Regions from separate parts of the Capra hircus genome. Here region 1 is linked to region 2. Evidence: chromatin contacts called from public Hi-C data. All regions are on one chromosome and are shown on one strand. The core of a region is the stretch at or near the end of the contact, and the rest is flanking DNA. Distances in the headings are between cores, read along the strand shown. Region 1 has its middle 22 kb from the start of DYNLL2. Region 2 overlaps CUEDC1 (CUE domain-containing protein 1).

What was found. A called contact is a pair of places that touch in the nucleus more often than the background predicts.
Region 1: a contact with region 2 is called in a Hi-C map of liver, with 4 times the contacts expected there. The contact joins two enhancer-like sites. A contact is called at or near these places in 2 of 5 Hi-C or Micro-C datasets (blood and liver).

What each region holds. Positions count from the first base shown.
Region 1 is chr19:8,509,236-8,513,916 of ARS1.2, reverse strand. No RefSeq gene overlaps it. Among named protein-coding and RNA genes, the nearest start is that of DYNLL2, 22 kb to the right of the region's middle. Within about 2 kb of position 3,081, at least 1 of the 5 cell types and tissues checked has an H3K27ac peak or open chromatin away from gene starts, as enhancers often do.
Region 2 is chr19:8,270,351-8,274,795 of ARS1.2, reverse strand. CUEDC1 (CUE domain-containing protein 1) reads left to right here. Exons shown (of 11, transcript XM_018064101.1): 11 at 1-52. Among named protein-coding and RNA genes, the nearest start is that of MRPS23, 7.6 kb to the right of the region's middle. Within about 2 kb of position 2,640, at least 2 of the 5 cell types and tissues checked have an H3K27ac peak or open chromatin away from gene starts, as enhancers often do.

The DNA of each region.
Region 1 (4,681 bases), core at 1,832-4,331, 240 kb before region 2:
TGCCACTATCTTGCAAGGTGATCTTCAGTCAGCTCTCACCTCTCTGAGGCCGATTCACCCACCTGCGATGGAGGAGCCAGGGGGGAGGGGGTGAGGGGGGTGACTCCTCAAAGCAACCATGTCATTGCACAGGCCAAGATGCCTCGGTCACTCTCAGCCTACATTCTGATGTGGAGGATGGCAGAGTCGGAAAAGTAGAGTGGTATCTGCCACAGTTGGAACATGTGCGCGTACACACACACACACACACACACACACACACACACACACACTCACACGAGCCTCTTGTCGAGTGGTATCTGCCATTGCTGGAACATGTGCGCGTACACACAGACACACACACACACATACATCTGCCATGGTTGGAACACACACGCGCGCGCGAACACACACACACACACACACACACACACACGGAGCCTCTGGTCGAGCCTCTCTCCAGCAAGTCGCTCGTCCTTGTCCGCCCCAGTGCAGCATTACCGCCTTAGTCCAGAAGATGGTGCTGCTTCTCCGTGCACTTTCAACCGCATTTCTTACGTGCGCGTTCAGAAGGTAACGGTATTCCTCTCCAGAATTCCACACTCCAGTCACAAGCAACCAAAGACAATTTGAAATTAGAAGGGAACTGGGACCTTTTTGGAAGGAAACTAAATATTATCAGAATGTGCCAAGCACTGCGCCAGCTACTTTACAACCCTTCTTTTAAAAACCAGGCATGCCAATGCTCAGAGATGACAAAAGGAAGAAGCAGGTGCTTAGTAAATGTTGGTTTTATTTCCACCTCTTTGTAGCCTTCATTACATAGGACATTTGATTGATGATCAAGTACTGACTGGTTAATTGAGTTGTAACTGCAGATAGAGAACCAAAGGCTAAGCTAGTGTATGTAGCAGGACCAAAGGGAGCATTCAGTCCAAAACTACAATTTCTGGATACAAAATGATGCCCAGAGAGAAATGAGAAGAAAATAATGTGCCTGACATAAAGCAGGTTCTCACGAAACATCTACTGAGTTAGTAGATGAAGTGCTTTTGCCCACACCATCCCTTACTCCATTAAGCAATACTTTTTTATCCCCACTTTACAGATGGAAAAACTGAGGCTGACACAAGGAACCTGGCCAAGTCACAAGTGTCTTCAAAGCACTTTGAGGGATTTCCCTGGTGGTCTAGTGGCCAAGACCCTGTGCTCCCAATGCAGGGTACTCCACTTCTATCCCCGGTCAGAGAACTAAATCCCACATGCCGCAACTAAGACCCAGGGCAGCCAAATAAATAAATAAAACTTTTTTTCAAAAAGCACATTGAGCCCTGCTCCTAAGAATAATGTTTGTAAACTATCTCTATTGATCTTGACATGTTGTCAAGCACTTTCCTATGCACTCTTTCATTTATTTTAATCCTCAGAGGAACCATGAGGAGTATGTATTACTATTACAGTTTTACAGATGAGGAAACTGAGGCTCAGCGAGGTTGTCTGCCCAAGGACACATCACTATTGAGGGTCAGATGCGAAACTGAGATCCCTAGTCTCTGAGTCTACCCTTCATCAGCAGGGGATGTTCTTGCCAGTACAAGAATTCACTGGAATAACGTTCACTTTTTTCATTGTTAACTTTCTTCCCAGCTTTACTGAGATATAATTGACATAACATTGTGTGAGTTTAGGGTTTCCTGGGTGGCTGACCGGTGAAGAATCCGCCTGCCAATACAGGAGACACAGGTTCGACCCCTGGTCCAGCAGGATCCCACATGCCGTGGGGTAACTAAGCCCGTGTGCCACAACTACTGCACCTGTGCCCCAGAGCCCACATGTCAAGAGCCCACACCCCACAGCAAGAGGAGACATCGCAGTGAGAAGCCTGCGTACAGCTGCAGTAGCCTCTGCTCTCCACAACCAGAGCAAAGCCCGTGCGGCAACGAAGACCCAGCACAGCCATAAGTAAACAAATGAAATTATTTTTAAAACACAACCTTGTGTGAGTTTAAGATGCACAATGTGATGACCTGATACCATTATATATTGTGAAATGTTTACCGCAGTAAGGTTAGTCTTCCACCTCACATGGTTACCAGTGTGTTGTTGTTATGGGGAGAACATTAAAGCTTCATTGTCATAGCAACTTTTAACCATACAAGACGGTGTTGTCAACTATAGTCACTGCGCTGCACCTTAGACCCCTGGAACTTACTTGTCTTTATTTGGAAGTTCGTACCCTCTAACCAACATCTCCCCATCTTCCCCACCCCCCTAGCCCTTGGCCAGCTTCATTCTACTCTGTTTCTTTGAGTTCAATGTTTTTAGATCCCACATATAAGTGAGCTCACACAATATTTGTTTTTCTCTGTCTGACATTTCACTTAGCACAGTGCCTTCAAGGGCTATTCATATTGTCACAAAAGCTTTTTTTTTTTAATGAATGGGCACTTTAAAACTAATAGCTGCCTCCCAATCTCAGTGTCCTTGTTCATATTTTCCGATGGCTCCAGCCACTTTAATTATTCAGAGCCAACGGGAGAGAAAAAAAGAGAGACCTAATACCTAAATTATGCACTCATACCACGTGAAAGTCAAATGGTTCCAAGATACATTGTTAGAAGGGAGATTTATAGGGCTTTAAATCAAAACAAGGCTGGGGAGGAGTGAGTGAGCTGCCTGGCACACCCCCGGGCGTGCCGCCCCGTGCTGCGGCTGGTGGGTATTAGTGTCTGTCGGAAAGTGCGACTTGGATGTAGAAAGAAAAAAATAACATTAGTGTCACTCATTTGAATTTTAGAAATTTTGTAATTCTGTTTGTATTTAATTTGTAAATTTGCTTTTGGTTTCATAATCACATAAGAGCTATAAGCATACGATTATACCGAGTTTCATGCTTCTACCTGCTTAAGTAATATTATAATGACATTAACTTGTCAACACAGAGTTCCTGGGAGTATTTTTCCCTTTAAAAGGATTGTGCACAGTCAGGTTAGACCTGACTTCCACACTTCCTGCCCTCAAAGCTGGGGCCATAGCCACGGATATCTTTTATTCTCTGGTTGGGAAGGAGCTCTCTCCCTAGAGAACAGGCAAGAGTTCACTCCCAGGCCAGATGCAGGGCCACGGGGAGGCAACCCCTTCTCTCCTTCCCAGCCCTTCCCTGCCTGTGGGTGCAGGGACAGGGAGCGCTTGCTTTGAGGCTAAGAAGAGGGTCCCGGTAGAAGCTTGGTAGCTCTCACCTGGTTTAGTCAGGAAGGCAACAGGGTGGTGGACCTTAAAAATAGGGTGAAGTGGATCCACGTTCCTCTCACCTGACTCACTAATAAAACAACTGGGATTCACCTCCAGGCAAATGAAGGTGGCAAGAGTTAGGTCCAAGATCTTATTGTTGGTTTCCTTTAGAATTTTACTAACCTCTTCAAAAATCACAAAAATAACTTCCGCTGATGGCATTCAATGAGACAGCTGTATAATATCCCCCTAAAAAAGAATAAGTGATTAATCTCTTCCTCATCTCCCCAATACTAGCTGCTCAAAGTGATTCTCTACCCACGTCGCCATACTCACACAGCCATATCCAAACACACACATCCTGCTTAGAGGGTGCTTTGGTCATTGTTTGACAACACAGGATCATGCCACTTGCTTATCTCCCCTAATATCATCTTAAACTTTCAGGTCAACGGATAGACTCTCAGCTCATCCTCTTTGAAGAGCTACATGACATTGCAGAATATGGACGGGACACAATTTGCTCACCCACTCCCTTGAGGATTGACAGGTTATTTCCAAGTTTTCCTTCCTGACCATTTCGAGCAAGGCTGCAAACAACCATCCTTGGACATATGGCTTTCTCCTTCACACTCCTTTCTGATGGATCCTAGAAGTGAGCTGGGTCAATATACGTGGGCCACTCTTCTCTCGTTCAACAGTTATCCCCCACATTATTATCCATGTGTCCTTTTCTCAGATCTGCACTGAGCGTCTGCTGCATGCAGAGCACTGTGTTAGATGTGCAGAAGTAAACGAGACAAGGCTCTGCTCTCGGGCATATGAATACTAAGGAGTATTTACATAGCTGGCATATATTAGTTATATATGCAACTATTAGCGATGTGCTAGTTATACAGTATATAACTAGTATTTACATTTATACAACAGACAAAGTGATAACACCCTAAGGGAGGTAAATACAGTTAAAGGGGTGAGGGACTATGTATGTATCTGTGTCCTCTTACTCCGGGGCAGCCAGAGGGTGAGAGTGACTTGAGGGGGCTCTGCCCAGCACAGGCAAGTGCTGGGGCCTTTCCCCTGGGTCCACCCTTCTCCTCTTCCCTGGTTGCCCACAAGAGACCACCACTGGAACTGGAGGCCAGCTTTCCCACTCACACTAGCCACCATTTATCACGGCGGCCCTTCTACATGTTAAACATCTCACATATATTCCCCTATTCACACGAATCCTTACAAACTCACTGCATTCATTAGCTATTGTGTTGTGTTTGTGTTAGTTGCTCAGTTGTGTCCAACTCTGCCACCCCATGGACTGTAGCCCGCCAGGCTCCTCTTTCCATGGAATTCTCCAGGCAAGAATACTGCAGTGGGTAGCCATGCCCTTCTCCAGGGGATCTTCTCCACCCAGGAATCTGCATTGCAAGCGGGTTCTTTACCATCTGAGCCACCAGGGAAGCTCTCATTAGCT
Region 2 (4,445 bases), core at 1,391-3,890:
TGTTTCGTAGGAATTGGTGTAATAAAGACTTGGTGTTCTCTTGGTGCTCTGACTTGACGGCACCTGGGCTGACCCTCTTCTCCTCTCTGCACCCCGCATCCTTGGGCACTCCGCACCCCAGGGCCGCCGGCCTGGTGCACCTGCAGCTAACACAGGCCCGGGGTGCGGCCTCGCAGGGGCCCAGTGACACCCGTGTTGCACCACAGCCTCGCCCGCCTGCTGGGCGGCCCGCTTTCCTGTCTGCCTGAGAAGGTAAACCGCTTGCTGACAGTCTGTTGCAGAAGCTCCAGCCGATCACCTCCCTAAATAAACAGAAAGCTGCCAGAGTATCAGCTGCCTGGGGCTGTGGGAATGTGCAGTCTCAGACTTCAAAGGGCCCACAGAGATCTTCCAGTTCAAATCTCTCTGGCTTTCTCCCTACTGCCTTCCGGGCCAGGGAGCTCACTGCCCAAGGAGGGAGCTGGTGCCCTTTTCAGACAGAGCAGTTCTCAAGGTTGAAAAGTTCTTCCTGGTATTGAGCGGTGGGCCTCCTTGTGGCTTCAACCACACGTATCTCGATTCTGGGCTCGAAGTCACCCGGGCCAAGTCTCTTCCAGTGCTGTATTGGAGTACAGTGGCCTTTCTTCGGGATAAACAATAATGCAGTTCCCTCCTGCCTCCCCTAAGAAAAGATTCTGCTCGGACCCCTGCCCTACCCCCGGCCCAGGTAGATGAAGTTGGTCTCCTAGATGGACATACCCGCTGATGCCCCAGACAGACCTGGAGTTTGTGTGCTCAGCTGCGTCCTACTCTGTGATTCTGTGGACTGTAGCCTGCCAGGCTCCTCTGTCCATGGAATTTTCCAGGCAAGAGTACTAGAGCGGGTTGCCATTTCCTGCTCCAGGGGATCTTCTTGACCCAGGGGTCAAACCCTCGTCTCTTGCATCTCCTGCATTGGCAGAGGGACTCTTGACCACTGTGCCACCTGGGAAGTTGAGTCTGGACCTCAGCAAACCAAGAGGAAACTAAAAGACACTTGCTCTGTGGAAGGAAAGTTATGACAAATCTAGACAGCATATTAGAAAGCAGAGACATCACTTTGCCAACAAAGGCAAAGAAAGCTTACCAGGCCCTGCAGGGGTGCAGAAGAGGAAGCCCCGGCTGCACGAGTTCCTCCTGGCTGAACGGTATCTAGAGCACCTAGGAAGGCGTCCAGCTGGGCCAGGTGACTGCCCCAGCCATCTACCTTCCCGTTCCGCTCATCTGTGGGTTCTGGGCTCTTGGGGTCCACAAGGTGATACCTGCAGATTTATCTTCTGCAAAAATGAATCCGACTATCTGGACTTTGGTCCAACCAGAGCCCCTCCCACTTTTTATGCTTTGCTGTCCTCGGGGCTCAGTCCCAGCTTGAGAGGAGCTCATGGGACTAGGGAGTGCTGTGTCCAGAGGAGCTAGGCTGTTGATGAGCACAGCGGGGTCTCAGCCTCCCGCTGGGCTCACGTGTTTATTTCTGGCTGCGCTGGGTCTCCGCTGTTGTGCAGGGTTTTCTCTAGTTTCCGTGAGCGGGAGCCACTCTCTAGGCGCGGTGCATGAGCTGCTCATTGCAGGGCGTGAGCTCTAGGGTGCACGGGCCTCAGCAGTTGTGGCACGCTGGGCTCAGGAGTCACGGCTCCCAGGCTCTAAAGCGCAGTAGAGTGGCGCCCAGACTTAGTTGCTCCAAGGCACGTGGGATCTTCTCAGACCAGGGATTGAATCCACGTCTCCTGCATCGGCAGGTGGATTCTTTACCACTGAGCTGCCAGGGAAGCCCCTCTCTAGTGTCCCGAGGCACCGGCTAGAGGGTTGAGGCTGCACGAAACACAAGAGAACTTGGTTTGAAGAAGACAGGCATGATATGAAATGAAGATGCTGAGAGCTGCTTACTCTATGTCAGTCACTTTTTTGGGGTGCTTTGTTCACATTATTTTATCACGCAACTATGCTATGGAGTCAGTATTAATACTTCCATTTCCCAGATCAGGAAGCTGGAGCACAGAGAAGATCAGGTCCTTAGTAAGTGGTACTACCAGAATGTGAACCCAGGCAGCTTCCCCGGGGGCCCAGCTGGTAAAGAATCTGCCCGCAATGCGGGAGACCTGGGTTCAATCCCTGGGTCGGGAAGATCCCCTGGAGAAGGGAATGGCTACGCATTCCAGTATTCTGGCCTGGAGAATCCCATGGACTGTATAGTCTATGGGGTCACAAGGAGTCAGACACAACTGAGTGGATTTCACTTTCAGCGGAACTCCGAGCTGGTGCCTGAACACTAGGTGATACACTCGGGTGGGGGAACAGGTGGTAAGACTTAGAACCCTTGCATAAATGCAGTCTGTAGAGCCCAGAAAGGTCCACCTGCTTCAAAGCCTTTCCGACAGCATGCCCGAAAGTCAGCTATTAGCATCCTTTGTCTGGTTTTAGTAACAGAAACAATATCTTAGCATTTCCGTCAAACGGCAGATGTGCTGCTGAGGGAGAAGCGCTGCGCCCCTTTTGTCCAGTATCACAGCCTTAGACTGATATTTGTTGGCCTGGCTCGCTGGGCCAGCTGGAGGAAGGTGTGGATGTTTCTGGAGCTGGTAGTGGGGAGGTGGGGTGTTGAGGGGGCTGTGTGGGTCTACTGCCACCTGGTGGCTGTCTCTCAGAAGTGGCGGTTGCTGGTCACTGCAAGGCCAGACCACCGCCATCCCAGAAGGGAGACCTCAGCACCTGTTTTTTCCTCAAGCCAAACAGACAGAGGATGTTTACTCTGTTCACATGGTCTTATGTTTGGTAAAATTTGCAAAGATATTTTTGTACTCTTTTTTTTTTCTCAAAAGGGTCACTAAGATTATATAAGCTTCAGGCCCCACAAAACTACCATCTACGCTGCCTGTCATTTCTATAGAGTCACAATTAAAAAAAAAAAATCAATCCAGGAGGATTATTCCAGGCACTCTGCAAGAAGTACTGGTGGAGCTCAATACAAACTCAGCACAAGCCTGCCTTGCTCTGATCTTGCCATTCAAAGTGTGGTCTGTGGATACGGTGACCAACTGTTCTGGTTTTCCAGGAATGAGTGGTTTCCTCCGATGTAAAACTTTCAGTGCTAAACCAGGAAAGTCTGGGGCAAGCTTGGACAAGTTTATGGCTCTTATCTGCAGACCAGCAGCCTCGGTGTCAGCCTGGAAGTCTGTTAGGATTGCAGAGTTTCAGGCATCACTCCAGACCTACTGAGTCAGAATCTGCATTTTCTAAGAATTCTAGGAGCTTCAAGGGCACATTAAAGATGGAGGGCTCTGCTTTCCCCAAGAAAAGAAGGGCCCATACCAGCCCTGAAATGTGTGCTTTCAAGGGTCTCATCTTCTGCTGAGAAAACCCCATAGGGTGATTCCAACTGCCCTTTAATTTTGATAACCAGAGGTCAGGACTAACTGGCTCCTATTTCCTTGGCTACCAGAGGAGCCACGGTGATACTGTGAGACCTCCCAGGGCAGGTAGGCATAAAGTGCTTCTCTCTCCTTTGCCTGAACTGGATTATTCTTGGGGATAAAGCTGCTGTTTGCTGAAGCATTGAATGGGCAGCCATGTGAAAATGCCTTGAAAACTGTTAGGTGTGCTCCGTGATGGCTCAGATGGTAAAGAATCTGCCAGCATTGCGGGAGACCCAGGGTTGGGGAGATCCCCTGCAGGAGGGCATGGCGACCCACTCGTATTCTTGCCTGGAGAATCCCGTGGACAGAGGAGCCTCGTGGACTGCAGTCCATGCAGTCGCAGAGTCAGACGCAACTTAGCAACTAACACACACACGACTGAATAAGTTGTGATTTATTGCTCTTAGGCATGGAATGGTCAGAAGTCATTATCATCATTACTCCTATTTGTTGAGCAATTACTATATACCGGGCATGGTTTTAAGCACTTTGCAGTGCTTAAAGGGAGTGCCCTGACTCCTTACAACAAGGCTATGTGGTGGGTGCTATGATGTTGCCCATTTCACAGATGACAAAGCTGAGGCCCAGAGGTTTGTAAAAGGGATCTGTCAGTGAGGCACAGAAGACAGCCAGGACTGGAAGTGAGCCAGGGCATGATGGGGTGGAGGACTGCTTCCACTGAACCACAGCTTTCTCCCCATGGGTGGACCCAGGGAAGGCCTCCGGCGAGGAGCGCTGAGATCACTGCATCCTCATTTGCCCTATCTTGGTTTTATTTCTCGGTGCTGTTCAACGAGGAAATTCTTTCAAAGAGTCAGCTCTAGGCTCAGCACCAGGCTGGGTGTCAGGAGGCAGAGATAAGCATCCTGGTTGCTGCTTCAAAGAGGCCCAGACTCAGACAAGCAGTGTTACGACACCAGGCCGGCCATATGGGAGCGATAAGCTGAGGGAGTGGACAGGCCCCGGGGACACATCAGTCCGGCGGAGTGTGTGCTGGGCTGACACACCTTCCCGGCT